5 separate regions of the Mus musculus genome follow, and all the other regions are linked to region 4. A link is a contact called in public Micro-C and promoter capture Hi-C data. All regions are on one chromosome and are shown on one strand. The core of a region is the stretch at or near the end of the contact, and the rest is flanking DNA. Distances in the headings are between cores, read along the strand shown.

Region 1 (4,900 bases), core at 1,921-4,420, 1.2 Mb before region 4:
CCTGAGAAAGACTAGGAGTAACACTGGAATCCAGACACCCAGTGTAGCTGCCAACCGGCTAATAAAGACTTTCTATTGGCTTAAACCTATGACTGAGTAGTCTTCTCTGATGGGTACCCCACAACGATAACAAATGTAAATATTCAGCCGGGCGTGGTGGCGCACACCTTTAGTCCCAGCACTCAGGAGGCAGAGGCAGGCGGATTTCTGAGTTCGAGGCCAGCCTGGTCTACAAAGTGAGCTCCAGGACAGCCAGGGCTATACAGAGAAACCTTGTCTCGAAAACAAACAAACAAACAAACAAACAAACAAAAAAACAAATGTAAATACTCAGTATATATACTTTACCATACTAACTGGTCAGTAGGTAGAAACTTAGAAGTTTCAGCTTAACTGTGTATGGTGGCAAATACCTTTAGCCCCAGCATGTGGAAGGCAAAGGCAGGCAGATCTCTGAGGGTTTGAGGCCACCCTGGCCTATGTAGGAAGTTCCTGGACAGCCTGGGCTAAGTAGAGAAACCCTGACTCAAAACGAACAAATAAGTTATAGTCAAGTATGGCAACACAAGCCAGTAACCTCAGCACTCGTGAAGCGGGATATCAGGAGTTCAAGGTCAGCCTTGCTTAGTTAAATTATGAGTTTGAAGAAAGCCTGGCCTATATGAGACCTTATCTCAAAACCAAACAAAAGGTTTTATTTTACTTTTTATGTATACGAGTGTTCTACCTGTAGGTATGCCTACATGCCAGAAGAGAGCATCAGATCCCATTATAGATGGTTGTCAGCCACCATGTGGTTTCTGGGAACTGAACTCCGGACCTCTGGAAGAGCAGCCAGTGCTCTTAACCTCTGAGTCATCTCTCCAGCTCCCAAACAAAAGTTTTTTGTTTGTGTTTTTAAAGAAAAGTTATGGCAAGTGTCTCTTTTTGAAATGTTTGCAGCCCAGGAAGTATAACACAACACATAAAACAAGGAGAAGATATACGATACATGCTTATTTTTATGAAATCCGGTATTCAGAGCAGTACTGATATGGGTTCAGTCAAGAGAGTCTTCCTGGAGGAGGTGTTCTGAAGTCAGTACTTAAAAGAAGTTATTGGTGTAAAATGTCAGGAGGACAACAAGAGGTGAGGAGAATGAACTAGGGAAGGATTAAATGGGAGTAATTAGCTATTTAATTACTTGGAGAACAGCAAGCACATTGGTTTTGTAGGGCTCCTGGGCCTTAGGGCTTCTGAGGCAGTTAACTCTGTTAAGGTGGTGTTAATGAGGTCACAGTTCAGCCATATATCCCAGTTAACTTCCCTCTTTTGCCCAACCTTACTCCTCACTCCGAGCAGCTGTCTCAGACGTCAGAGGAGGTGGGTTCAGACTAGAGACTGAAGCTGGAAGGAGTAGGCTGCCCTTCAAGGTCATACGCAGAAGGAACACCACCTTTGAACTGGAAGGAAGGGAAGGGACGTGGGAATGAGGACACAGCAGGCTCTCTCTGAAGAGCTTGGAAGGAAAAGTGTTAGAAATGCACTCATTCTGCATCTGGAGGTTTCATGCTCTCGTGTGTGTGTGTGTGTGTGTGTGTGTGTGTGTGTGTGCATGAGAATGAGTATGTGTGTGTGCATGGTGTGTGTGTGAGAATGTGTATGTGTGTGAGTGTATAAATGTGAATGTGTGTGTGTGCATGAGAATGTGTATGTATGTTTATGGTGTGTGTGTGGGTGTGGGAGACGCACATGTGTGTTGTGTGATGTGTGTTTAGCTGGTTCTCTCCATGGGGGCGGGGGGGGGGGGGGGAGTCCTGAGGATTGAATTCAGAGCAAACTGGGTGGCAAGCACCCCTACCCACTGAGCCATCTGGCTAGCCTCGTCTTGACTCTGAGTCTATGACCTTATTTGTGTAAAGCATTTGACTTGTATCACAATGTAGCTTTGATTGCCTGTCTTCTTCCTGCCAGCACATTTCCTTTGTCAGGCAAAGCTCGAATCAATGTGGGGAGCTTTAACCCAGCGTAGGGAAAGCAGAGCTTGCTCTGTGACAGTCGGGAGAATTTTGCTTGCTCTTGCACCCGTCTAGGCTAATCTCTTTCTAATTTGTAGTTTATTTCTCTTCTCTCTTTTTCCTTTGGTCATACTTTTCCCAAGAGCGCTTGTTTTTTCCTTGAATCCTGGGACGTAGTATTCACCTTTGGGCTTTCTGCCTGTGATGTCTCGTCCTCCATTGAGTACACATTTTTCCCCGACAGTGATGGTGCTTTTTTCTAAAAGTAAATTTTGGCTAGTAGTAGCTCACACCTGTAATTCCAGCAACTGGGAAGTGGCAGCAAGAAGGTGCATATGAGTTCAAGGTCAGTGCAGGTTACAGAGCAAGATCATGACACCCCAAAGCCCTCCTGGAGAGCATGCATGTCTGTAATCTCAGCAGCTAAGAGTCAGGACGATATCCAAGAGTTCCAGGGCAACCAAGCTTATATAGCGAGGGCGTCTCAAAGAACAAACAAACCATGTCTTATGTTTGGTTTGGTCTGACAGTAGGGCTTGCTTCTTGTTTAGAGCTGGCTACTCTAAAACTGGGTAGGTAGCCCAGGCTGGCCTGGAACTCGTGGCAACCCTCCTGCTTCTGCCTCAGACTTCTTTCCATAAATATTAGGGAGGAAATTCTGCTCCTAGGGACGTTCATGAAGGAGCACTGCAAATTCAAGGCCTGAATTGTCTTGTCTCGAATAACGAGAAGGGGAGGAAGGGGGAAGGGCGTGTAGATCTAGGAGAGATTATACAAGTCAGCCCAGAACTTGCAAAGTTAATATCCTTTTCCAAAGACATAAACCGGCAGCAGGCACTGCAAAGGCCAGTAGGATGAAAAGAGCCTCTCCTTCTAAAGGGCTCTGAGAAACGTTCCTCTGGACATCGACAGCCATCTGCCGTTGACACGCCCACGACGTCGCCTCTGCGTCTACGTATCAGGTCCTGTGACCACAGACTCGCCAAGTAGTTTGTGCCAGGCGATCTCGCTCCCCCGAGCCATCTCTGCAGCTCCTCCGACACGCACCCAGCGCCCTTTCTTTCACGCCAGAGGTGTCAAAGAAACTACATCTCCCGACAGGCAGCGTTGTCCCTTCCTTCCTCGCGCTCCCTCCTCCCGATCCCTGGCAACGGCGTGACGTGAGGGGACCCAGAGCTGCGGTCACCGCTTCAGTGACAGCCTATCCGGCGCGCGGGCCGGAGCAGGGCGAAGGCAGCCGGAGCTCGCGCCGCCCTTCCTGCCCGGCCTCCCCTACAGCTCGCCGCCGCCGGGAGTGCCAGGCAGGGGCGCGCGCATGGCCTCTGCGGGCGCGCGGAGGCTCCCGGCCCCGACGCGCGCGGCCGCCCGGAGCTGCTGCGGCTTCTCGCTCTGCCGGGGCGCGCGCTCCGTCCCGACCCCGCCCCCGGGCCCTCCGCGGCCGCCGCGTCCAATGAGGTGAGAGGCAGGCACAGACGTCCGCGCAGGACCGGAGGGGGTCGCCCGGCACCCCGAAGTTCAGCGGTGGAGGGTGGCAGCCCTTAGACGGCAGGCCGGAGAAGGGCTGGCATTGGTGGTGCCCTGGGAGTTCGAATGGAGTTCTGGAGATACGCGTACAAGCTAGATGCTCGGGGCGGGTGCGTGCCAGCCACTTCTTGGCCTTCGCCGGCGTTCTGGCTTTGATGTGCCTGGCCTGACCCTGGCGTCAGAGATGCTTCAGTTTGCTTGCAGCAGTAGTGTTGCCTCAAAGGCAGCTGGCACTTAGGACGTGCCCTTCTTTTTCCCATCCCCACCCCTGGCCCTGTCCTCAGCCGCCCTCGACCTTTCGCACTCGTGACTGCCTGGCCAGCCAGCCCAGCTAGCTGCAGCAGGTGCTAGGGGCAGAAAAGCTTGCCCGAACCAACGACCTTCCTCTGTGATGCATCCCTCTTCCCCTTCACCTGAAGTGGTTGAATACAAAAAAAGAATCGTGACGCTGCCTCTCCTTTCTTTTTGGCGCTAGGTTTCTGATTTCCTGTAATCTCTTCTTGCCTCGCGCTGCCCAGGCCTTGGCAGCGGAGGCTGGCCTACCTCATAGTCGTTCCTTCATGGGCTTTGCTGCCCCCTTTACCAACAAGCGAAAGGCTTACTCGGAGCGTAGGATCATGGGGTGAGCATTCCTTTTTTTCCCCTTCAAATAAATAACCATGTACCAGTAGTGGGTAAGATTCATATTGGGCCACTTGTCTCCCCAGCAACGTTTTCGCTGCCAGCCTTTCAACCTAAATTTCCCACCTTAGTTGTTCTGCACGTGTATTAGTCTAGAATTGTGTTACATCATAGAAAGGTAACCGACTAGGTAGTACAGCCTGTAATCTAAGCTTGAAGCTTCCACGGACTACATAGCCAGAGCTGCATCATAGGTATCTCACACACACACATTTTGAGACAGGCTCTCACATAGCCTAGGGTTGGCCTTGAACTTGATATACAGTCAAGAAGACTTTGAACTTATATCTTGCCTCCACCTACCTCCCTAGAGCTGAGATTATAGACATGTGCCACCATGCTGCTGTTTTTCTGCAGTGCTGGGGATTGAACATGCTAAGAAACCACTTATTACAGGACTTAATTAAGTCACAGCTTTTTGTTATTGTTGTTTGAGCCAAGGTCTCAAGACATACCTCTGGGTATCTACCTTGGAACTATGTAGTCTAGGCTGGGCTAAAACTCAGAGATCTGCCTGCTTCTGCCTCCTAAGCACTGGGACTAAATGGACTTTACTGGCTACCAGGATGTCAGGCTTTTGTTTTATTTTGATAATCGGTATCATTATTTAGACTTGGCTGGCCGGTCTCCCAAGTGCTGAGATTAAAGGCGTGCACCACCATGTCCAGCTATAGCAAAAATGCTTTAAAAAATTTAAA
Region 2 (5,572 bases), core at 2,795-5,294, 1.1 Mb before region 4:
AAAAAAGTCTCATACAGTCCAGGGTGGTCTGGCGAATGCTTTGTACGCCAGGACTACCTCAAAGCTACACAATCCTCCTGCCTAAGCCCCCCCTAAGTGCTGATATCAGACCTTGCTTCATGGTTAAATCTTTTTTTGTTGTTGCTTTTTGAGGCAACATTTATGTATCCTTGGCTGTTCTGGAATTTGCTATAAAGACTAGGTTGGCTTTAAACTCAGAGACCCTCCTGCATCTGCCTCTGGAGTCTTCATTTGCTTAAATCTTAAGCTCTACAGCAAATAAGCAATCCATACGGAGTCAATGGTTATAGCCAGAACACAAAGACTGAGACACCGCCCTGCTCTGGCACATCACTCACTCTGGACTTCTGACTCCTCATGTGTGTGCCTTCTTTGCTCCATTGTTTGAGAGAGGGTCATACTATGCAGCCATGGCTATCCTGCCTCTGCCCTCCATTGTGGGATGAAATCTGTCACTACCCACGGCTTCCCCTCTTTGGATCTCTTGAAACATGTACCTCTTCCCTTATAACCTCATTTGCTCTCAAAAGGTTTTGCTTTAATTACATTTGTACTTGAGTTTTCCTTTTGTTTTATTCAGTACTAAGAATCAAACCTAAGGGCTCACATATGCTAGGCCAGACTCGGCTAAGATCAGTCCCCAGCCTTTGAAATTTTGAGATAGGTTCTTGCTACATAGTACTGGCTGGCCTGGGCCTTATGCAATCTGCCTTGGTTTCTCACCCATTGACATTACAGGCACGTGCACACCTTGAATCCCATTTCTTTTTAAAAAATTATTTATTTTTGAGACAGCCCTGGCTGTCCTGGAACCCACTTTGCGGACCAGGCTGGCCTCAAACTCACAGAAATCCACCTGCCTCTGCCTTCCTAGTGCTGGGATTAAAGGTGTAGACCACAATTTCCAGCCTTGGTCATGGATTGTTGTATTCTGTTTAACTCCTCATTCCAAACCTAAGCCTTATAATCAAGTTCTGATATCTAACAGCTGGCCTACTAGTTTCTGAAGGAGGGGGATACAGCTCAGCTGTAAAACACCTGCCTTGCATGTGTAAGGTCCTGGTCTTAATACTCAAGCACTGGAAAAGCCAAAATTTTCCCATGCCTTCAGATATGGACTAAAGGATCCCAGGGCCTGGGGGTAAGAGGATACTAAGGCTGGATCCCAGGGCCTCTTGTATTCCAGGCAAGTTCTTATCACTGATTCACACCCCCACAATTTTGTTGTGTGCACTTCATTCTGCTGACAAGAGGTTGAATAAGTGCCCACCTTCCAGCTTCCACCACCAAATACTTTTTTTTTTTAAGTGCAAAGCTAGGCACAACAACGCATGCCTCAGAGTCTAGCATTGAGGATGTAAAGGCAGGGAGACCTCTGTTTTGGTGGTGGCAGTTGGTTTTTGAAACATGGTCTTACTATGGTAATCCATGCTGGCCTGGAACTTACCATCCTTCTGCCTCAGCCTCCAAGTCAAGGTTATAGGGTGTGAACAACCATGCCTGTTCTATGGTCTATGCTGCATTCAGTTCTGTTCCCTGTGCCGAGCACAGCAGTAGTCATGCCTGACTTACTGAACTGAATACATCGGTGAAAAAGTTCATTTCTCCTAATGGAAAAACAATTCATACCCCCATGAAATCGTAAATAAGTAAACCAAGGTCTTACAAAAACTATTTGGCCTCATAGCATATATTATTACACACTTGAAAATTAACACTGATAACTGCTAAGACTAACAATCAGAAAGAGAAGACAAAATAACTCCAATAGGTATCCAAAAACATTCATTAAACATTCTGCAATTATAAACGAGGTGTGGTGCATTCCTGAAACACTAGCACTTTGAGGTTGAGATAAGGCTGCCCCTAGTTCAAAGCCACCCTAGGCTGCATAGTAAGTCCCAGATCAGAAGGTGCTACATACTGAGATTGTTTCAAACCCCGACCCCATTCCCAATTCTAAATTGGGTAAAATATTAAAGAGTATGGATGGCTATAAACTAAGGGATGGATATAGTTAATCAAAACATGGGCTGAGCTTGGTTGGTGATACCCCTATAAACTCAGCACTCTGGAGATGATGTTAGGGTTGTAAATCTGAGGCCAGCCTGGGTTACACAGCAAAACCCTATCTTAAAACAAAACCAGGCACTCGGGAGGCAGAGGCAGGCAGATTTCTGAGTTCAAGGCCAGCCTGGTCTACAAAGTGAGTTCCAGGACAGCCAGGGCTACACAGAGAAACCCTATCTCGAAAAACAAAAAACAAACAAAAAACAAAACAAAACAAAACCAGGATTTGACCTGTAGGAGTGAGTTCAGTGCTTGCCTGCTGTGCAAAAAGCCTCGGGGTTTATCTCAGCAACATACACTGAATATGGGTTTGGTGTCTATCTTCCCAGCGCTCAGGAGATAGAGGCAGGAGGATCAGACATTCAAGACGATCCTTGGCTATACATAAAGTTTAAGGCCAGATTGGGATAGAGAGACCCTGTCTTTAAAAACAATAAACAAACAACAACACAACAAAAACAATAAACAACAGTCAGATATGGTTACATACAAGGAAACTCAGCACTTTGGAGGCAAAAGCAGGAGGACTGCTGTGAGTTCTAGATCAGCCTGGACTATAGAGAGAGATGTTGTCGCAAAAACACAGTAGTGATAGGAGAACTGACAGAGTGGAATGCCTTATGAAACTAAATATGTAGTTAATCTCTCCACTCCCTTGTTGGTTTGAAAGACCCAGCTAACTCTCATCAGTTCAACTCAGTTTTGACTACCTGCAAAGAGCTGTCCTTGGGCAAAGACCAGATAAAGATTTCTAATACACCCTTTCAGCCTTCAGAAAGGGGTATAGTTCTTACCCCATGGCTCCCCACCCACAGCATCTCCTCATGTAAATCAAAGTGGGAGACAGACACAGGCACTCCCACTTCAGCCACCACGCTGTGCAACTCAGAGTAGACACCTTCCATTATGTGCACTGACTCCTGGACAGGAAGAGCCTCCAAGGCCACTCCCTCTGGGTCTAGCTCCACATTCTGTAGCAAACTTGGATTCAGGTGGGCATCCAGGACTGGGTCCAGGGTAGAATGCATAGCTGGGGAAAATTCGGCCAGTCCAGGATCCAGACCCTCAAAGTTCATGACGATAGTGGCCGCTGGTCAGACCGGAGTCACACCCTCCCTTGCCACGCTTCCTACAGACAAGTGACCCAGCCTTCAGGAGGACAGCACCAGTGAACCTAGAATGGACATTCTGGCCTGCAAGGGAAAGAGGCAGCGCAGTCAGGGATAGGCCTAGGTACTGGAAGTATCTTCTATGTGGACAGGACAATCAGGTAGGCAGAGGGGATGAGACTGCCAGGCAAAGACGGAAGCATGCATGAAGAGGACAAGGGCAACGCTGTACTGTGAGTGGCATGACAGTGTCCCTTACTCTGCACCTCTAAACTTCCTAAGTTCCCTGCCAGCCCACCAAATGATCTAACTCTTGACTTCCCTTTCTCCTGAACCACAAGGTGAAGGGAGCGGGTTTGATAGGGGCTGGAGTTCGGGGGAGAGCTCTGAAATGCTTGTTTCTTAGAATTGGACATGAGACAAAGGGGCTGGGCGGTGAAGGGGGCAAGACAAGCCAGTTTCCCAGAATCCTTTACAGTGGTTACCCAGCATTCTCCAGGGGGTGGGTAACAAGAACGGCCAGTTACCCACAAACGGGGCGGGGGTAAGGGGGAAGTAATGGAAACGGATAGCTACCCAGAATTCTTTGAGCGAACCAGAGAAACTGGTTACCCAGAATTCTCCCCCAGCGCAGGGGACGGGAGGGGAAGGATTAGGGCAAAGGTCAAGACGTGTTCCTGGGATGCTTACGGGGAATGGGTCATTACCAAGATTTCTCCATGGCGGATATTTTGGAGCGCGTGGAATTCAAACGAGTAGGGGGTAGAGAAAGCGCCGTCAGCTCCGCGGGAAATTCCAGTTTCCCTACTACTCCCCCGCCTCTAGCTCAACCTAACCCAAGCAAGACGGACGGTGGATTGGCAGCCATCGCTTCCAATCAGCGGGGGCCACGGGCTCATCCCAGCCAATCAGAAAAAGCCAGGTACAGGCAGCGCCTGAGAAGGAGAGTGACGTAGCCTCCGCCAAAACAAGGTTACGGAATGCCACCGGGGACAAACTGAATCAGGCGCGGATCTATTTGGTGTTACGAAAAGTAATCCCTTCGCTCTCAGGCTTTGTTAAGCAAAATTAACTTTAGACTTTGAAGCCAAGCTTTTACGCTCCCTGAATAAGAACTAGACTAAAGGGGCGCCAGAGGCTAAGCACTGGGACTCGCCCGGTGGGTATTCCCAGCGTGGCCTTCATCATTCCCGGCGTATAGACCTTCATCTTGCTGTGCCTGTGAGCCATTCCAATACCTCTGACCCTGTACCCCCGAAACTCACTGGCATTTCCTATGACTTCTAGATGTGGGGAAGAAAAAGGAAGCGGGAGCCTGACTTCTAGTGTGGCCCAAGTGGCCACCTTTTCTCTATTTCTAGAGGCATCCATCTGAAATTCCCATCAATGTTTGTGTCGTCCCCAGAGGTCCCCTAATTTTCCCAAGAAACAAGTCTCCTAGACTGTCAAAATTCCCCTAGACCGTGGAGCTGGACATTGACCCCAAGAGAGAGATAAACAGTAAACTGAGTCAACTGAGCTGTAGCTATTCTGAGGGGTTCTTGATTAATCTCCAACTAAGAGATCCTACTGCCTCTCCCTCTCCTGTGAGAGTGTGTCACCGTGTCTAAAATATTTGGGGGTACTGGCTGTGTACTAAACTGCTTTGGAATTGGTCCAGGCTGTGAGATGTCTTAGGTTGCCCAAACTCAGCTCTGTCATCTCTGTTTTTAAAGGCCCTGTGCCACTAGTGGTCCATACCTACAATACCTGCATTATTAAAGCAGAGGCAGGAATCCCTTACAAATTCGAGGCCAGCCTAGGCTACATAGATAGTAAGGACCAGGCTTGCTATGGCTACATGGTGAATATCCCTTTCAACAGGTGCCTGTGGAAGAAAGTTCTCACCAATAATAAACACCAATAATAAAACTTTTAAAGCATTTATTGGGCCAGGCATAGTGGAGGTATATTTGTAATGGCAGTAATCCTGAGGCAGGAGGATTAGTGTTCAAGGTTAGCTTCTTCTATATAGCAAGTCCCAGGCTAGTCAGGTTACATGAGACCCTGTTTCAAACAAACAAAAACCAGGCTAAGTGGGATGGCAATCCCACCACTCAGGAGGCAGAATGGATTTCTGTGAATTTGAGGACAGCTTGGTCTACGTAGTGAATTCTAGGCCGACCAAGGTTAGACAGTGAGACCCTGTCTCAAAACACCCCCCTCATCCAAATAAAAATGTATTTCTTTTCAAAAAGGTGAAAGAGGATTTCAAGATGGTACAGCAGGTAAGGATACTGCTACCAACTGTCAGGGTCTGAGTTCCATCCCTGAGACTCAATGTGGTTGTCTTCACATTCATACTGTGGCACACATACATAATAAATAAATTT
Region 3 (5,718 bases), core at 2,055-4,554, 1.1 Mb before region 4:
AACAAATGGTATTTCCACTAATGGCACCTAGCTCATCCACTTAATTTCCATTGATTTTGTGAGTTTGTATTTGTTTATGCTAGGCTGAAGCTAAACAGTAAAGAGCCATGTTGGTCTTGAATATCAGTGATTTTTGTTGGCCCTGAAGCTTTCCTTAGGGGCAGATAAGGAAAGACACCTACCAACTGCCCACCTCCAGGCAAAGACCTATACCTTAAGGTGCCTTAAGTACCACGCAAAGAGCTATTCAATCTTTAAGACTGGGGCATTTTTAGCCGGGCGTGGTGGCACACTCCTTTAATCCCAGCACTCGGGAGGCAGAGGCAGGTGGACTTCTGAGTTTGGGGCCAGCCTGGTCTACAGAGTGAGTTCCAGGACAGCCAGGGCTAAACAGAGAAACCCTGTCTCAGGGAAAAAAAAAAAAAAAAAAAAAAAAAAAAGACTGGGGCATTTTTATGACTTCTGTGAAATTCCTGGTCTTTGGGTGAATTGCCAAGTTTGTGAAGACCCAGAAGTTTCATATAAAACTGTTTTCCGGGCTGGTGAGATGGCTCAGTGGGTAAGAGCACCCGACTGCTCTTCCGAAGGTCTGGAGTTCAAATCCCAGCAACCACATGATGGCTCACAACCATCCGTAACGAGATCTGGCGCCCTCTTCTGGAGTGTCTGAAGACAGCTACAGTGTACTTACATATAATAAATAAATAAATCTAAAAAAAAAAAAAAAAAAACTGTTTTCCCTGCCACAAAGCAGGCAGAGCCATGTGTGCCCGCCCACTTTCCCCTTCTTGATGCTGTCCCTTATCTATAATGGGAATTAAAATTTCTTCATCATGGGGCTGGAGAGATGGCTCAATGGTTAAGGGCACTGACTGCTGTTCCAAAGGTCCAGAGTTCAAATCCCAGCAACCACATGGTGGCTCACAACTATCTGGAATGGGATCTGACACCCTCTTCTGGTGTGTCTGGAGAAAGCCACAGTGTGCTCATATACATGAAATAAATACATAAATAAATAACTACTTCATCTTGCTCCCACCAGCTGCCACAGGAAGCCCCTAGACACTGATCTGAGTACAGCAGAATAATCACTAGGAATCATTTAATTGCTTTTTTTTTTTTGGCAGGGGGCGGGGGGGGGGGGGAGGAACCATGCAGAAGAGGGGGAGGAGGGACGGTAGGAGGCAGAAGGGGTGAGGACACCATGAGAACACTGTCCACAGAATCAACGAGGCAGGATTCATAGGGGCTCACAGCAACTGAAGCAGCAATCATGGAGCCTGCAACACTCTGAGATGAGTGCTCTGCAAATACGTCATGATTGTTTAGCTTGTGTGTGGGGTGGGTGGGGGGAGTGGAGTGTCTCTGACTCTTTTGCCTGTTCTTGGAACCCTTCTTCTCCTCCTGGGTTACCTTGGCCAGCCTTGATCTGAAGGTTTGTGCCTAGTCTTACTGCATCTTGCTATGTCGTGTTTGGGTGATACCCCTGGGAGACCTTCTCTTTGCTGACAGGGGAGAGGCAGGGGATCTGGAGGAGAGGAGAGATGGGGTGGGGGCACTGGGAGAAGGGAAGGAAAGGGAGGATATGGTCAGGATGTATGAGAGAAGAATAAATAAAAAGGAAAAAATAAAAATCTTACTCTTATTGTACCTAGAGCTGAAAAGCTTAGAAGAAACACAAGTGTTCTTTAAAGGTCACATGATTCTACTACAGAGCAAACATTGCCACCTAGAGTCCAGGCGTTGACTTTCTTTCCTTAAAGGCAGGAATGGAGAAGGGAAGAGATTGGGCAGGAGATCCAATTATTCTCCTTCTAAAAATTTTATTTTATGTATATGTTGGATGTTTTGTCTGCATGTTCACCCACAGATCAGAAGCGGCATTGGATCCTATAGGACTCTAGGATTATAGATGGTTGTGAACCACCATGGCTGGGAATTGAACTCAGGACATCTGGGAGGGCAGACAGTGCTCTTAACTGAAGAACCATCTCCATAGCCCTGATCCAATCTCTCTTCAAACAAAATGTTTGTTTTCATTTTAGCTTTCTTGCAATCCTTGATCCTCGTGCCTTACTCTCTGTGAAAGCTTTGGTTGAGCTACAGCTCCAAACGGGTACTTGACTCTTTAAATTATATGCCTGTATTGCTTCTAAGAAACAAAAACTTGACGGGTGGTGTTGGTGCACACCTTTAATCCCAGCTCTTGGGAGGAAGAGGCAGGTGGATCTTTGAGTTTCCAGGACAGGAGGGCTACACAGAGAAACCCTGTCTCAACCCTCACACCCAAAGTCTGCCTAAGTGAACTAACTGCACGTAGGCTATAGGGGCTGCAACAAAGTACTTTCTCTAGTTGGCTTCACTCTCCGATATCAGTTTTGCACTGAATAAGGTTTTCTGAAATAAACTAGACTTTGTGTGTAACCTTAAGCAAACAGTTTCACCTCTAGGACTATAGTTTATATGTATTATATGTATATAATATATATATATACATATGTGTATATATATATATTATACAAACACACACACATAATGATCAAGGATGTCTTTCTTATTTATTTATTTATTTGTGCAAGGATCAAAAATTATGTAAAGGGCCTCGAGAGATGGCTCCATGGTTAAGAGCACTGGCTGCTCTTCCAGAGGACCTGGGTTCGGTTCCCAGCCCCCACATGGCTGCTCACAACCATCTTAACTCCAGTCCTAGTAAATTCGGCCCTCTTCTGGCCAATTCAGGCACGCACCTAGTACATAAACACAACATGCATACAAATTTTAAAAATATAATAAGGAAGCAAACAAATAAGTAAATAGATTCGCAGAGCAGAGGTTAAAGCTTTGGCTTATGACAAGGATCATAATGGGTACATAGAGCAGCTGCAAGGGTTGCGGAGGAGTTTTGGAAGGAAGTCGACAGGGTTGAGAAGTAGAACTGTGCAGCGGTGCAGCATCCTGCAGGGTGTTCGACTTCAGCCAGAGAGCAGAAGCCTTGTCTACAGGGGCATCACCCGGGGCAGCAGCCCTTCCCGGGAACCGGCTGGCACCTCCGCCCCGCTCCGCACACCCTTTCGGGGCCTGTACCTTCTGAGGGTCCAGTGCCGCTCCTTCCAGTGCTCTCGCTGCAACTTCCAATTCTCCAAGCGGTTCAAGGACCCGTTTTCCACCCTCCCCCGACTCCGGCGGACCAAGATAGCGAACAGCGGAATGGGTCACCCGGCTGGCGGAATGGATCACCCGGCTGTGGACGCTCGGCGTTCCGGGATCGGTGGGGCGACCGAAAGCTTAGCCACGCCCTCCCCGCGTGTCACTCTCATTGGCTGAAACACAACCCCGTTCAGCGCTGGGCTGGACAAGCTGCTTGAAACCACACCGCCGACTTCAGTGATTGGCGGAGAGGGAGAAGCTCGTTAGTGCCCGCTCCCGCCCCCCTAGTCGGGCGGAGCCCAACTAAAGTCTTAGCCAGGAATTCTAGCAGCTGATTTACCCGAACCGAACCGTGAGTTCTAGGGAAAGGAAACTGAAACCAGGGTGCGTGAAGGCACCTAGGACTCCATAGAAAGGGTGGGACCTGCGTCCCTTAGGATAGGGAGGGAAGAGCTGAGGTAATAAGGTATTTTTGAGGATATGAATGATAAATACTGTGGGTTCATGATAACGCTTTTTAATTTCTATAATCACTTGTTCAGGTGGAAGTTAGCCAGCCCCATTAGAGTGTAAAAATCTAAGTTTCAAGAAGGAAATTACTGGCAAGCGATGACAGTATCCCAAACCATCCACCCACCCATCCATCCATCTACACTTCTCTTGTCAGAATTTTCCACTTATTGGTTGTTTTGTTACTATCTCTTGTACGCCAAGACACCATAGTTCTTTAATAAAGGCCACTCCCAGTTAGAAGTTGTACTTTCAACTTCTGACACAAAATTAGACATGGCTATTTCTTCCACAACACCGATATCTGTGGTGGCATCCTTTCCGGTCTCTGGCTGATGGGTGGTCACCTCTGGCTGAGGGGTGGTCACCTCTTTCTCATCATAATAATACTGGATCAGCCGCTGAACCCCAGCCTTCATCGCTGGCTTAAGAGCAGCCGTGATCACCGCACCAGCTGGGCCCCCTGACGCGCCTACCATGGCCATCAAGAGATCATAACCCAGATCTATGGCCCCATCTCGACCTCGTTCCTTGGCCTTGTCAGAGCAGTTCTTAATGGCGTAATACAAAGCTGTGCCTAGGTTGTAGTAGGTGCCTACTGCTGGTAGTAGGTCAACCACATTGTGGACACTCTGTTCCTGATCATTGTCGCAGTCTGTGTTGGAAATCGAACGTTTGGCCCTCTTTGGACCTGGCTGCTCCCAGGCTAAGAGCTGCAGAGCAGAGGACAGGGCATCCACAGACACTTCCCGGTCTGTGTGTCCACTCTTCTGGAGCTCCTGGAGATGGTGGATGAGGGCTTGTGTAGCCTCCACACCTCCTAATCGGTAAAGCTGAAGCTGAAGAGCCCAGACCTCAGCCTGGCAGCCAGCTGCCTCCAGAGCATTCCTTAGAGCCAGGCCTACCAGGAATTTGGAGACAGGGGGCATGTAAGTGAAGCCAGGCAGGGACTTGGGGAGCAGCATCTGGCAGGACAAGGGCTTGTCTGAGGTCTGCATCTGGTATCCCAACTTCGAGGGAGGGAGCACCGTAGAGACACTGGTTGCCTCTCCGTGTGAAGTGGCATCCACAGGACACAGCAGGAGATAGCAAAGCAGCTGGATTGACATCAGGATGAGTCGGAGGCTATGCATGTCAGGAGCTGAGCACCCTGGAAAAAGGGAGAACCCCAAAACATGCAGACCATGTCTTTGAAGGTTATAGTCTGCAGGGAGCCCAAGATTCAGGGAACCCCCAATCTACCACCTACCTCCAAGCTTATGTTCTGTTTAGCAAAGGGGTAAGGATATGGGAAGTGCAGCACAATTTCTGTCATTTCTAGGTCAGAGTGACCTCCCCATTTAATGCCCACCCACTTATGGGGGACCCAGATTACCATACAGTCCGGCCATTGAGAAGTAAGAGTCCCTGGGTAGCTTCGGTAGTTCCACAATCCTGCTCCTGTTTCTCTGCCCTATGAATAGGAGAGATATTTGGGGCTGCTGAGGTGAAAGGGGCTGGGCCAATTGCTAGAGCAAACCCATCAGCCCCTGTGGTGCAGATGAGGCTCCCAATGTTGACATTGGCCAGGGCCTTTGCAAATAAGCCAGGGACAGAAAGGTTCAACAGTGAGGACATTGATCTTATCTTCCATGAAGGTCACCTGGCTTTAATTTGGGACAAGGACAGAGTCTACTGAGGACTGCCACGTTTAGACGGCTGGGCTGTATCGATACTCACCAGACGGTCTTCAGAGACTTCAAATCCACTGGCACATCTTCATCCATGTTATTTTGTTGTGTCTTTTGTGAAGACTTTTTTTTTTTTTTTTCCGAGACAGGGTTTCTCTGTGTGGTCCTGGCTGTCCTGGAACTTACTCTGTAGACCAGGCTGTCCTTGAACTCAGAAATCTGCCTACCTTTTTGTGGAGATTTGTTTGTTGTTATTTTATGTGCCTGAGTGTTTTTCCAGTGTTTCTGTAAGTGCACTGCAGGCGCCCAATGCCCAAGGAGGGCGTTGGATTCCCTGGAACCAGAGTTACAGAGGGTTGTAAGCTGCTCTGTGAGTGCTAGGAATTGAACC
Region 4 (4,876 bases), core at 1,546-4,045:
ATCTATTTTTCTCCAGCCCGCTTTTAGACCATTCTAAGTACATGCAAAGAATAAGGTCAGCTCTAAGGCATAAACAAAGTAGTTAAGGAATGAAGCATAAACACAGATCCCATGACCACTGTATTCAGAGTCTTAACAAGACCCATCAAGATATAAACAGCACATTCATCTGCTGCCAGAGCCTACTTTCTTGTCCTAGCCCAATGTCAAATTCCTGCCAAATTCCTAGAAGGCGGCACCCAAAGCTCTCCACACACCACCTTTTGTCTCTGTGTGTCTATGGTTTCTTCTGTGTCTATCTGTTCCTTCTTCTTTTTTTTTTTTTTTTTTTTGGTTTTTTGAGACAGGGTTTCTCTGTATAGCCCTGGCTGTCCTGGAACTCACTTTGTAGACCAGGCTGGCCTCGAATTCAGAGATCCACCTGCCTCTGCCTCCGGAGTGCTGGGATTAAAGGCGTGCCCCGGCTTATCTGTCCCTTCTTTATCCCCACCCCAAGTCAGGTTTCCAGGACCAAACTGTGCAGGATGAGACAGGATCCCTGGCCACGGTGTGGATGTAAGGAACTGAACCCAGGTCGTCTGAAGAGCAGTTAGTGCTCTAGCTGTTGAGCCGTCTCTCTAGCTCTATTTTAACTAATAAAAACGTTACATTTATTTATTGTGTATGTGTGGGTAGGCCCGTGTATGTGGAGGTCAGAAGACAACGGGTGGGAGTTGTTTCTCTCCTTCCCTCATATAGGTTCTGGGGGTAGGCCTTAGGTCATCAGGCGTGGCTTTACACAGACGCATCTCAACAGCGCTGCACCGGCCTCTTTTATGATACTCTGTCCCAGTGTCCTTTGCTTGTTCTGAGAAAAGTCACTCATGACCACAGAGTCCACGGCAATCCTTAAACCTGTATCCCCAGTCCAGATGGCTCTGCTAAACACTGGGCCCTTTTCCAGTCACCACAGCCTCTCGGTGTAGCCACGGCCTGGGACTTCCTCCTGTCCTTTGAATCTCACACCCTCAGTGAATTTTCCAAATTGACCTTGAGCTGTTTTTATTTAGTCATGTGCTTCTTTATTTATTGTGGAACCTGGGAATGAGCCCAGGTCTTGCACATGCTAGCCAAACACTGTAGCACTGAGGGACACTTCCGGCCTCAAACCTTGTGCCTGTAGATGCCATTTCATCTTCACTGGGTTAGCTCACCATCAGTATACGGATTTTGGCAATGTTCGTCATCCACCGGAATGTCAGAATAAACATTCTAGCAGTGTAAAGCAAAGAGGGTCTCCTGTGCCCATGTCCCGTCTCTAGCCTTATGTCTTTATGTCTTCTGTCTTCCTTTTGGTCTTCATCTTTGTATACTGCTCTTTCCCTAGGAAGCCTTTCAACATCTTGCTCTGAATTTACCTTTTCATTTATTTATTTTGGTTTTCCCAGACAAGGTTTCTTTGTGTAACCCCGGCTGTCCTGGAACTTGCTCTGTAGACCAGATTGGTCTGGAACTTAGAGATCTGCTTCCCTCTGCCTCCTAGAGTGCTGGACTAAAGGCATGCACCACCACTGCCCGGCATGTCCTTATCTCTTAATACTGCAGCCTTCTCCTTGGCTAGTCTGCGTCTTTAGACTTTTAATTCCTCTAGGGTAGAATTTTTCCTTTGCTTCAACCAGAGGAGAATCAGCCCCAAAATGGTAGTGGCTTCCAATTATGTTCTCAGTAAATACCTGTTGACTAGATGAATTAATGAACGAATTAAAAAAAAAAATCAACTTGGGGCCATGACCTAAAATTTCATATTTCCAGAAGATGAAGACATGACTTAGCCGGGCAGTGGTGGCACATGCCTTTAATCCCAGCACTTGACAGGCAAAGGCAGGCAGATTTCTGAGTTCGAGGCCAGCCTGGTCTACAAAGTGAGTTCCAGGACAGCCAGGGCTATACAGAGAAACCCTGTCTCAAAACAAAACAAACAAACAAACAAACAAACACCCAAAAAACAAAGAGAGAGAGAGAGAGAGAGAGAGAGAGAGAGAGAAGAAGAAGAAGAAGAAGAAGGAGGAGGAGGAGGAGGAGGAGGAGGAGGAGGAGGAGGAGGAGGAGGAGGAGGAAGGGAGGGAGGGAGGGCTCAGTGGTTAAGAGCGCCGACTGCTCTTCCAAAGGTCCTGAGTTCAAATCCCAGCAACCGCATGGTGGCTCACAACCATCTGTAACGAAATCTGATGCCCTCTTCTGGAGTGTCTGAAGACAGCTACAGTGTACTTACATATAGTAAATAAATAAATAAATCTTTAAAAAAAAAAAAAAAAGAGCATTAGCTCTTCCAGAGGACCATACTTGACACCCAGCTCCCACAACTTCAGTTCGGAGGATCCGACGCCCTCCTCTGGCCTCCGGGGCACTGAACTTACATCGTGCCAGCCAAACACCTATATACATAGAACAATTAAATGTATATATTTAAATTTGTCATGTCTGCAACCCCAACTTCATGGAGTCTGCAACCCCAACTTCATGGAGGACCAATCCTCACTTCCGTAATACCCAAACTTTATACCGAGAATGAGGCAGGGGATAGCAAGTTTGAAGCCAGCCTGGACTAAGCAAGGAGACCGGTCTCAAACAGAACGTTCGCCTACGGACAGAGCTCATCCACTAGAAACTGGACAGAACCGGAAGCGACAGAAGCGCCGCCCTGCACAGCGCCAACCCCGCATCCTTGTGAGTGCAACCCGAGCCAGGTGACCGCCCGGCAGCCGAGGGGGTGGAGCCATCCCCGCCGGCCCCGCCCCGCCCCGCTCGCGCGCCTGAGGGCGGGCCTCCGGTCACATGACGGCTGCGCAGGTGAGCACCGCTTCCGGGTCGGGCTTCGGAGTCGCGGCTAGCTCCCGCTTCCACTCGCTCGGGTGCGCGGGAGACTATGGCGTCCTCCTCCGTCCCTCCCGCCACCGCACCCGCGGCAGCTGGAGGCCCCGGCCCGGGATTCGGCTTCGCCTCCAAAACCAAGAAGAAGCATTTCGTACAGCAGAAAGTGAAGGTGTTCCGGGCCGCGGACCCGCTGGTGGGCGTGTTCCTGTGGGGCGTCGCTCACTCGGTAAGAACCGGCGGGACCCCGGCTCCTGCCCCTTGGCCCGAGGATCATCCGGGTCCTCGCGCTGCCGCCTCTCCCCCGCCCGGCCTGGTTCCCAGCGCACCATTCCCCGGTGTCCCCCGGGGTGGCTTCTGGTGGAGACTCTTGTCTGTCCCCTTCCCCTTTACTCCTCCCCTAGAGTTCCATCTTCACCTGATATCCAGCTCTGTTCCTTGACTCCTTCCTGTCAGGTCCAGCCCCAGGCTACAGGGACTGGCCAGGATCCGGCTGCAGCCAGAGGGACATTAAGGGGAGTGGCTCTGAAGGGTTATTGGTGAGGTCTGGGTGCGACAGTGCGTGAAGCGTGTCTGGGTACTACTGCCTGGCCAGAGAAGTAGTTTGATTTCCTCTCCACCTTGCTTTTGAGCCCCAGCCCTTGACTTTCGAACCTTGGCTTTTTCTGGGAATGCCTCTAGGCTTTTTGGACCTTCTAACCCTGCATGCCCTTTCCAGAGATTCAGCGTTTCAGAGAAGTTACCCCACTCTACCCTAGGGATGCCCTCTCTGAGGTCGAAATGCTAATATATGTCTTTGGGCTTAGCTGTGTCCCCATTGTTGGCTGGAGTGATGGTGTTTGCTATAAATGGAGTCACCTGTAACCAGGGAAAGGTTGAGGAGCCGTGGTGGCAAGGACGTTATTGGTGGACTTTAGGTGCCAGAAGGGGCTCGGAACAGTGCAACTGAGACCGATGGGCCCAGTGCACCTCCTGTCCTGAGGATATCGTGGAGGAACCAAGGCTAGTGAGGCATGGCTGGTTTTCTCCTTACTTAGGTCGGGAGTAGGAAGCATGCAGTTATCTTGAGCTTGACAGGGACTATTTTGATTACCACTTCTTTGGGTTGTAGACATGATGTGTTGTGGAGGTGTGAGGGGGCGAGGAAGAGGCCACATTGTTATGTTCTGATTGGAACATCGCTGGCGGTCAGTTAGCTCCCTTCTGCCTTGGCTGCTCTCAGGGGTATTATCTTTAGCGAGGATTCCATTTAAGGCATTTGCTGTGGGTAAGACTAGTGGAGATAAGGCTGCCCTAGTACCTTCCAGGTGACTTACCCATCCCCGTGGAACATGTACATACAGGGGAGGGTTTTCCCGTAAGACCTACCTCACGCTCTTTAGGCAAAATACCATCAACACCTCGCTTTCCAGCCAGCACACATGAACCTCAAGATTTAGAACAGAGAAACTCCTTGAACATATGTCTTAGCGATGATTCAGCGTGCTTAGCAGGTGGTAAGGAGCAGGCAGGAAAAGCTGAATTTTAGGCTGGGACTCTCAAGTAGCTTTTTCTTTTTCTTTTCTTTCTGAAGGAATATGTTCTGTCCTCTTTCCTACCGAGGACAAGAGCAGTTGCGTGCACTGTGGCATGTGGGATTTAGGTTAGACTGCAACCTTTGTCAAGTGAGAAAATGAGGACAGGCATTGTCTATTCACTTAATAAGCGGTTCAGGACCACTGTGTGCCAGGCACTAGACTAGCTGAACCTGCAAGGTGCCGATTAGACGGGGCCTTGCCCTTGCAGAGCCCAAAGCTAGGGAGAGGGACTTAATATAAGCTGGGGATTAAAGTTTTGTGCAGATGTACTGTTAGAGGCGCGAGCGGGGGACAGGGGTTGTAGTAACACAGATGAGAAAGGACGGATAAGAGTCTCCCCTGAGTGAGTGGGCTGCAAGGTTTGGAGACGCAGGGAGCTTATGCCTCCTGCATCCCACCTGCATCCTTCCTGCTGTCGACTGAACTGCACCCGGGGAGCAGACGCCTAA
Region 5 (5,175 bases), core at 321-2,820, 1.1 Mb before region 4:
AAAAAAGTAAAACCAAAGGCTTTTTCAAGTTCACTGTTGTGTTAGACTATCTGGTCTGGGTTAGCAGCTCCTGAACCGATCTAATTATAGGTCCACCATTCTGCCAAACACCGTCTAGAACTTGCTTCATTTCCCAAGAGGTTTCCTTACCCAGTTCCCTGGCAGCAGCAGTAGCAACAGCCAAGTAAGACAAGTGTCTACCAAATAACCAGTCTCTACCTTGTTGCCAGACACAGAAAAGCCCCAAGATAAACCCTACAAGTTTTGTGGTACATCTGACAACTATGCATCTCACACAGAAAGTTAATACCATTCTAAGTCTTTTCTTTCCTCCAGGTGTACTTTGCTTCAAACTATCTACTGATGAGAAAAACCTATTAGTTCCTTTAAAACTAAAACAGAAGCCAAGGTCATTTGTGGGACTGTCCCCACTTGGGTTAGAGCTGAAATTCCCTCAGCATAGCTGGGTCTCTGTTTAAAGGCCCAAGTTATGCTGAGCAAAAAAGTAGTGATAACGTGAAATTAAGAGTTATCCCTACTTGGACTTGAACTTCAGAATTCAAAAGGCAAACCATCAAATTAAAGGGCCGCCAGGGAATAAGGGGAAGTACTCCTGGTAGGTAGTAGAATTGAGTCATGTGACCTTGGTGTTACTACCTCACGCCTGTCTTCATTTATTGGCCTGTAGCTTGGAGGAACAACCTTTCTGGTTCTACCTAGAGCCTGATGTGATACATAATCAGCAGGTTTAACAGAAATGCCCCACCCTATTCAAGCTCCTCCTATATACATTAAGTGCAGGAGTCCCAAGGACAAAGAGGAGCTGGGGGGCTCTAGTCCCCTAACAAAACTAAAACGGCGGGGTCACTTACAGGCTTCAATTACAGTGAGGAAAGAAACAGGTCCTGACAGGACTCACCCTACAAAGCAGAGCCCAAATTAGCCCCAGTGACCAAGTGAGCATATTTATACATCCCCCACTCCTCCTCCAACAGTTCTCTCCCTAATTCGGGGGACCACGCCACATCTTTGCTCTCTGGCCTTGCAGCCAGGGCCCTGCATCCCTCGCTTGCACCTTGGATACTTGATATGACAGAAGGCGGGCCTCCCGGCCGCCGGGGGCTGCAGGCCGGGGCCGGCAGCGTTCACCTTAGCCGGAAGGGCACGCAGCACATGGCCTAGGAGCTCTGGGAAGGGTTGGCGGCTCGCCAGGGTCGGGCCCCTTTAAGGCGCGGAGGGCTGCGCTCCGGTGTGGGAGGGAGAGCCGGTGCCGGAGGCCCTGCGGTCGCCTCAGCCCCACCCCGCGCGCCACGGCGCGCTCCCTCCTTTAAGCTCACCTTGGCTCCCAAGAGCCGGGTTGCTGCAGTGAGTAGAGCCATGGCGGGCGAAACTCCGGGACCTGGCGGGAAGGGACCGAAGGGAGAGAGCTACAGCTGCAACAGGAGCGGTCGCCGCTGTGATGGAGACCGCGCCAACCGGCGGACAAGGTTGAAAGGAGGCGGCTGAGGGGAAGGGTAGACAAACCGGCACAGGCGCCCAGCCCAGGGTCCTCGGCGAGGCCCCGCCCTCTGCCCGAAACTTGAGCCCGCCCCCCTCCGGCGACCCACCCCGGCCTCGACCATTGGCCCAAAATGGAAGAGGGGCGGGATCTGAGCCTTTGACAGATGTTATCGCGGGGAGGATTGGACCGTACGGATTAGGCTAATTAGGAGTGGGTGGGAAAGGGATTGTAGGTGTCTAAGGATGTGCCTGAGAACTCAGTTAACTTCCTTCTTTGGCTTTTCCCTTTGCCCTTAACACATTTCGGGTTCTCCGGAGAATGCTGAAGATAAAGCTCCAGCACGCGACGTTTGAAGGTCACTGAACACTGCAACTGACCATTGCACTTCCTCTACCTGCTTGGCATGCTTTCTTAAAGAATGTCTTTGGTTAATGACTTCATGGCCGTGGAGGTGACATCACGCAGAAAGCCCGCTATGATGCCAGAGTTAGTTGCTTGATGGTCATTTGTGAACAGAAGAAATCTTGAAATTACAGATACTGACCCCGTTATGTGGAGAAGAGCAAAACCAGAAGCCTGAATGTTTAGTGATGTTTGTGAACTATATGGAGTCTAAGTCTTACAAAAGCCCCCTTAATATGAAGGAACCTTTCAGTCTTTGGGTCCTGGGCCTTATGATTCTGACATTCTTCATAAAACCCCATATCATAAAACCCCATAGAGCCAGCCCACCTCAGACACAGGATCAGGAGCTGCAACTCTCCACTCAAGATCAGGTGTTAGACACTCTCTTTTCGTCCCATCATTCACAGTATTTCCAAAGGACTCGAGGACGTTTATCCTACTTGGCTCTCTCTCTTATTTCTCCCTCAGAAAACATTGCAGTGAATGACACAAGGATTTAATGATCTTACACATCACTCTTAAATGCCCCGGGGTAGAACACCTCAGAACTTCTGTACTTTCCTGTGCCTACTGTGAAATTGGCCTAAGGGTGGAGAGAAGCTGACCCAATGATCAGAGCACCTTATCTGTAACCACCAAGCCTCAAATGTACAATCCTTTTATCTCACCACATGACAGTAACAAAGTGCAGAGGTCTCAGTATCCATGTAAGCCAAGTTCAGATAGTCCTTGTTTATAGAGGATGTAGTTTGTGGCTTAGACTTGGAAAAGAGAAAGAAAACCCCTATTTCCTCAAGTTTTCTCATATACATATTCATATCTGCCCAGTAGTGTTGTTCTAGCTTGGAAGTCAGGTAGTTCTTATGAGAGAACTTTATCAAGAGAAGCTGCGCCTCTTGAGAAGCAATAACCTTAGACCACCTCCCCGGGGACTTCAAAGCTTCACTGATCAATATTGGCTCCCAATTTAGCATCTCACATGGGGTTTCCTCATAACCCCAGAATAGTCTGACCTGGTTCCTTCCCCCATAGTTAATTATCCACAGAGACTAGCTAGCAGATCAGAGGCCTGAACTCCAGTGCCGTAAGTAACCAGAGGCTGTCCCCATCAGGTGAGGCTGCTGAAGGGACAATTATTGGGTGGCCATAATGGTAACTGGAGTTTTAATAACTACAGAGAGAATGCCATCCTTTTTAAGCCCCTTGATAGGATTCTGTACTTTAACGTCCAATTTTTATTTATTTGAAGTTATTTAATCCTGATGTCCATTGTTATAAAATCAATGTGAAAGCCCAGAGATGAAGGGGGTTAAGTGGTTTCGCCCAAAAGCTGAGTCTGTATCAGTCTGTCCCTCATTGCTGGGAGTGAATGCGGTTTGTAACATGCTATTACTAATACTCAAACATCAAACCACACCCCTAGCCCTACAGTTTCTTTCTGAACATAGGTGGGAAAGTTAAGACTGGCATGAATATAACAGCTAAGAAAACTCTAGGTCCAAATATACCTGCATGAGAACAGGAAGGGGCCACAGAAAAGACTTGACATAATTGTGACCTTGGGAAGATTCAAAATGCTCAGGGACAACGGTGCCCCCTGGTGGTCAAGATCAAGTGGGAGAATTCGGGCTCTAGAATCGTCTTAACATTATCTCCTATAGGTAAACAAACTTCAGTAGACAGTAGACAGTAGTTTGCTCTCTCTCTCTCTCTCTCTCTCTCTCTCTCTCTCTCTCTCTCTCTCTCTCTCTCTCTCTGTATGTGTGTGTGTGTACAGGAACGTGTATATGGTTACATGAGTCTCACATATGCTAAGCCATGAGCTACATCAAAGCCCTGTTTTTAAAAATGGTGAGGAACCAGGAATGGCACATGTATCTATAACCCCAACATTTGGGAGGTGGAAGCAGGAAACTCTGGAGTTCAAGGTCATCTTTGGCTACACAGTAAGTTCAAGGATGGCCTGGAGTATATAAAGAGATCCTATCTAAAAGAAAAATTAAATTTATTTTGAGGCAAAAAAAAAATCTCGCTAAATTGCTTAAGTTGGTGGAGAACTTGTGATCCTCCTGGATCCCAGGCACACACACACTGCCACGCTTAGCTGAACAAAGCTACAATGCAGTGCTTACTGTTTCAAGTCACTATCTAACTATAGTGCATGAGTCACCTTAATTAATCCTTGCAACTCTATAATATGTAGGTAATAGTACCTTTAAAGAGAAGGCAACTCAGATAAAATGTCCGGCCAAGGGCCATTGCTCATAGCTGGCCTAGCTAGAATTCACAACCTCATTCCAGAGCTCACGTCAAGCTCTGCCAAGCTTTACCATCTACTCCCTAGCTACCAGGAATCCAAGGCACCCTGCATACTGGGCAAATGTCGTTCCACTGAACCACACCCGGGAATCACTGTCTGCAGTCTCCTGGAGACATCAGCACAATGTGTTGCTATAAAGGTACTTTAAAAGATAAGAACTATGCAGTTTCGCCCATCTGTAAAACCTTTGCACATCCATAACTGACGTAAGGAACTGGAGACACCCACCCTAGAACATATACAGATAAGGAAGAGAGAGACAGAGACAGAGACAGAGAGAGAGAGAGGGAGAGAGAGAGAGAGAACGGTGTAGCAGCTGAAATGACTTTGGTGAACAAGATAGCAGAGCTCATGAATACTAGGAGAGCATTAAACACGTGAACTACAACCTCAACCCTAAAATATTTTGAAGAAACAGGGTCTTAAACTATTGCCCAGGCTGACTTCAAATTCCTAAACTCAAGCAATCCTTCTGCCTCATCCTTTCGAAAAACTCAGGCAACAGGCATGTACTACTGCACCCAGCTCTAAATCAGGCTGCTTCTTTTAGACAATTCAGCCCTGACTATCCTCTTTCCTAACCCTCAAAATGGGAGTCTGATGAGAAACAGTCTGGAAAAGGGGACCAGAGGACGCAATGCTTCTACACTGGTGATTGTTAGAACCCTGCACTCGCACATCCAAGCTCCCAGGGGGGTTTGCAAACACATCTTAGAAATACTACTTTATACAACTACTAGAGAATACATGCAGACTGTACTTCCTAAAGTGAGGTGTAGCAGACAGATCACTGGCTAAGATGATCATAGATGGATTCTCGGTTCCTTGTTGACTAGCAAGACCACTTAACCTCTCTGAACTTGCTTCTTTATCTATAAAATAGAATAATGAGACCAGGTATGGAAAATGCTTTGAATCTCAGTATTCTTGAGGCAGGGGCATGTCAATC

What was found. Promoter capture Hi-C pulls out the DNA fragments that hold promoters and counts their contacts. A called contact is a pair of places that touch in the nucleus more often than the background predicts.
Region 1: a contact with region 4 is called in a promoter capture Hi-C map of hippocampal neurons, with 6 times the contacts expected there. The contact joins the promoter of Coq10a here to the promoter of Pip4k2c in region 4. A contact is called at or near these places in 2 of 39 promoter capture datasets (hippocampal neurons and neutrophils).
Region 2: a contact with region 4 is called in a Micro-C map of embryonic stem cells, with 9 times the contacts expected there. The contact joins the promoter of Pan2 here to the promoter of Pip4k2c in region 4. A contact is called at or near these places in 2 of 39 promoter capture datasets (liver and pre-B cells) and 1 of 484 Hi-C or Micro-C datasets (embryonic stem cells).
Region 3: a promoter capture Hi-C map of liver shows a contact between it and region 4, with 2.8 times the contacts expected there. The contact joins the promoter of Stat2 here to the promoter of Pip4k2c in region 4. A contact is called at or near these places in 7 of 39 promoter capture datasets (the C10 cell line, hippocampal neurons, liver and 3 more) and 2 of 9 other capture datasets (liver and pancreatic islet).
Region 5: a promoter capture Hi-C map of neural stem cells shows a contact between it and region 4. The contact joins the promoter of Cs here to the promoter of Pip4k2c in region 4. A contact is called at or near these places in 6 of 39 promoter capture datasets (the C10 cell line, cranial neural crest, embryonic stem cells and 3 more) and 1 of 115 datasets of contacts at active chromatin or transcription factors (large pre-B cells).

What each region holds. Positions count from the first base shown.
Region 1 is chr10:128,367,250-128,372,149 of GRCm38.p6, reverse strand. Coq10a (coenzyme Q10A) reads left to right here and starts at 3,170. Exons shown (of 5, transcript NM_001374700.1): 1 at 3,170-3,452; 2 at 3,997-4,143. The coding sequence starts at 3,313.
Region 2 is chr10:128,301,807-128,307,378 of GRCm38.p6, reverse strand. Pan2 (PAN2 poly(A) specific ribonuclease subunit) reads right to left here and starts at 4,044. Exons shown (of 26, transcript NM_133992.3): 1 at 3,908-4,044; 2 at 2,886-3,284. The coding sequence starts at 3,167.
Region 3 is chr10:128,268,084-128,273,801 of GRCm38.p6, reverse strand. Stat2 (signal transducer and activator of transcription 2) reads right to left here and starts at 3,304. Exons shown (of 24, transcript NM_019963.2): 1 at 3,085-3,304. It overlaps Apof (apolipoprotein F), which reads right to left and starts at 5,103. Exons shown (of 2, transcript NM_133997.3): 1 at 5,033-5,103; 2 at 2,552-4,807. The coding sequence starts at 4,790. The coding sequence ends at 3,843.
Region 4 is chr10:127,209,541-127,214,416 of GRCm38.p6, reverse strand. Pip4k2c (phosphatidylinositol-5-phosphate 4-kinase, type II, gamma) reads left to right here and starts at 2,795. Exons shown (of 10, transcript NM_054097.3): 1 at 2,795-3,079. The coding sequence starts at 2,906.
Region 5 is chr10:128,334,122-128,339,296 of GRCm38.p6, reverse strand. It overlaps Cs (citrate synthase), which reads right to left and starts at 1,570. Exons shown (of 11, transcript NM_026444.4): 1 at 1,338-1,570. The coding sequence starts at 1,379. It overlaps Gm51822 (a long non-coding RNA gene), which reads left to right. Exons shown (of 2, transcript XR_003949053.1): 2 at 1-2,158.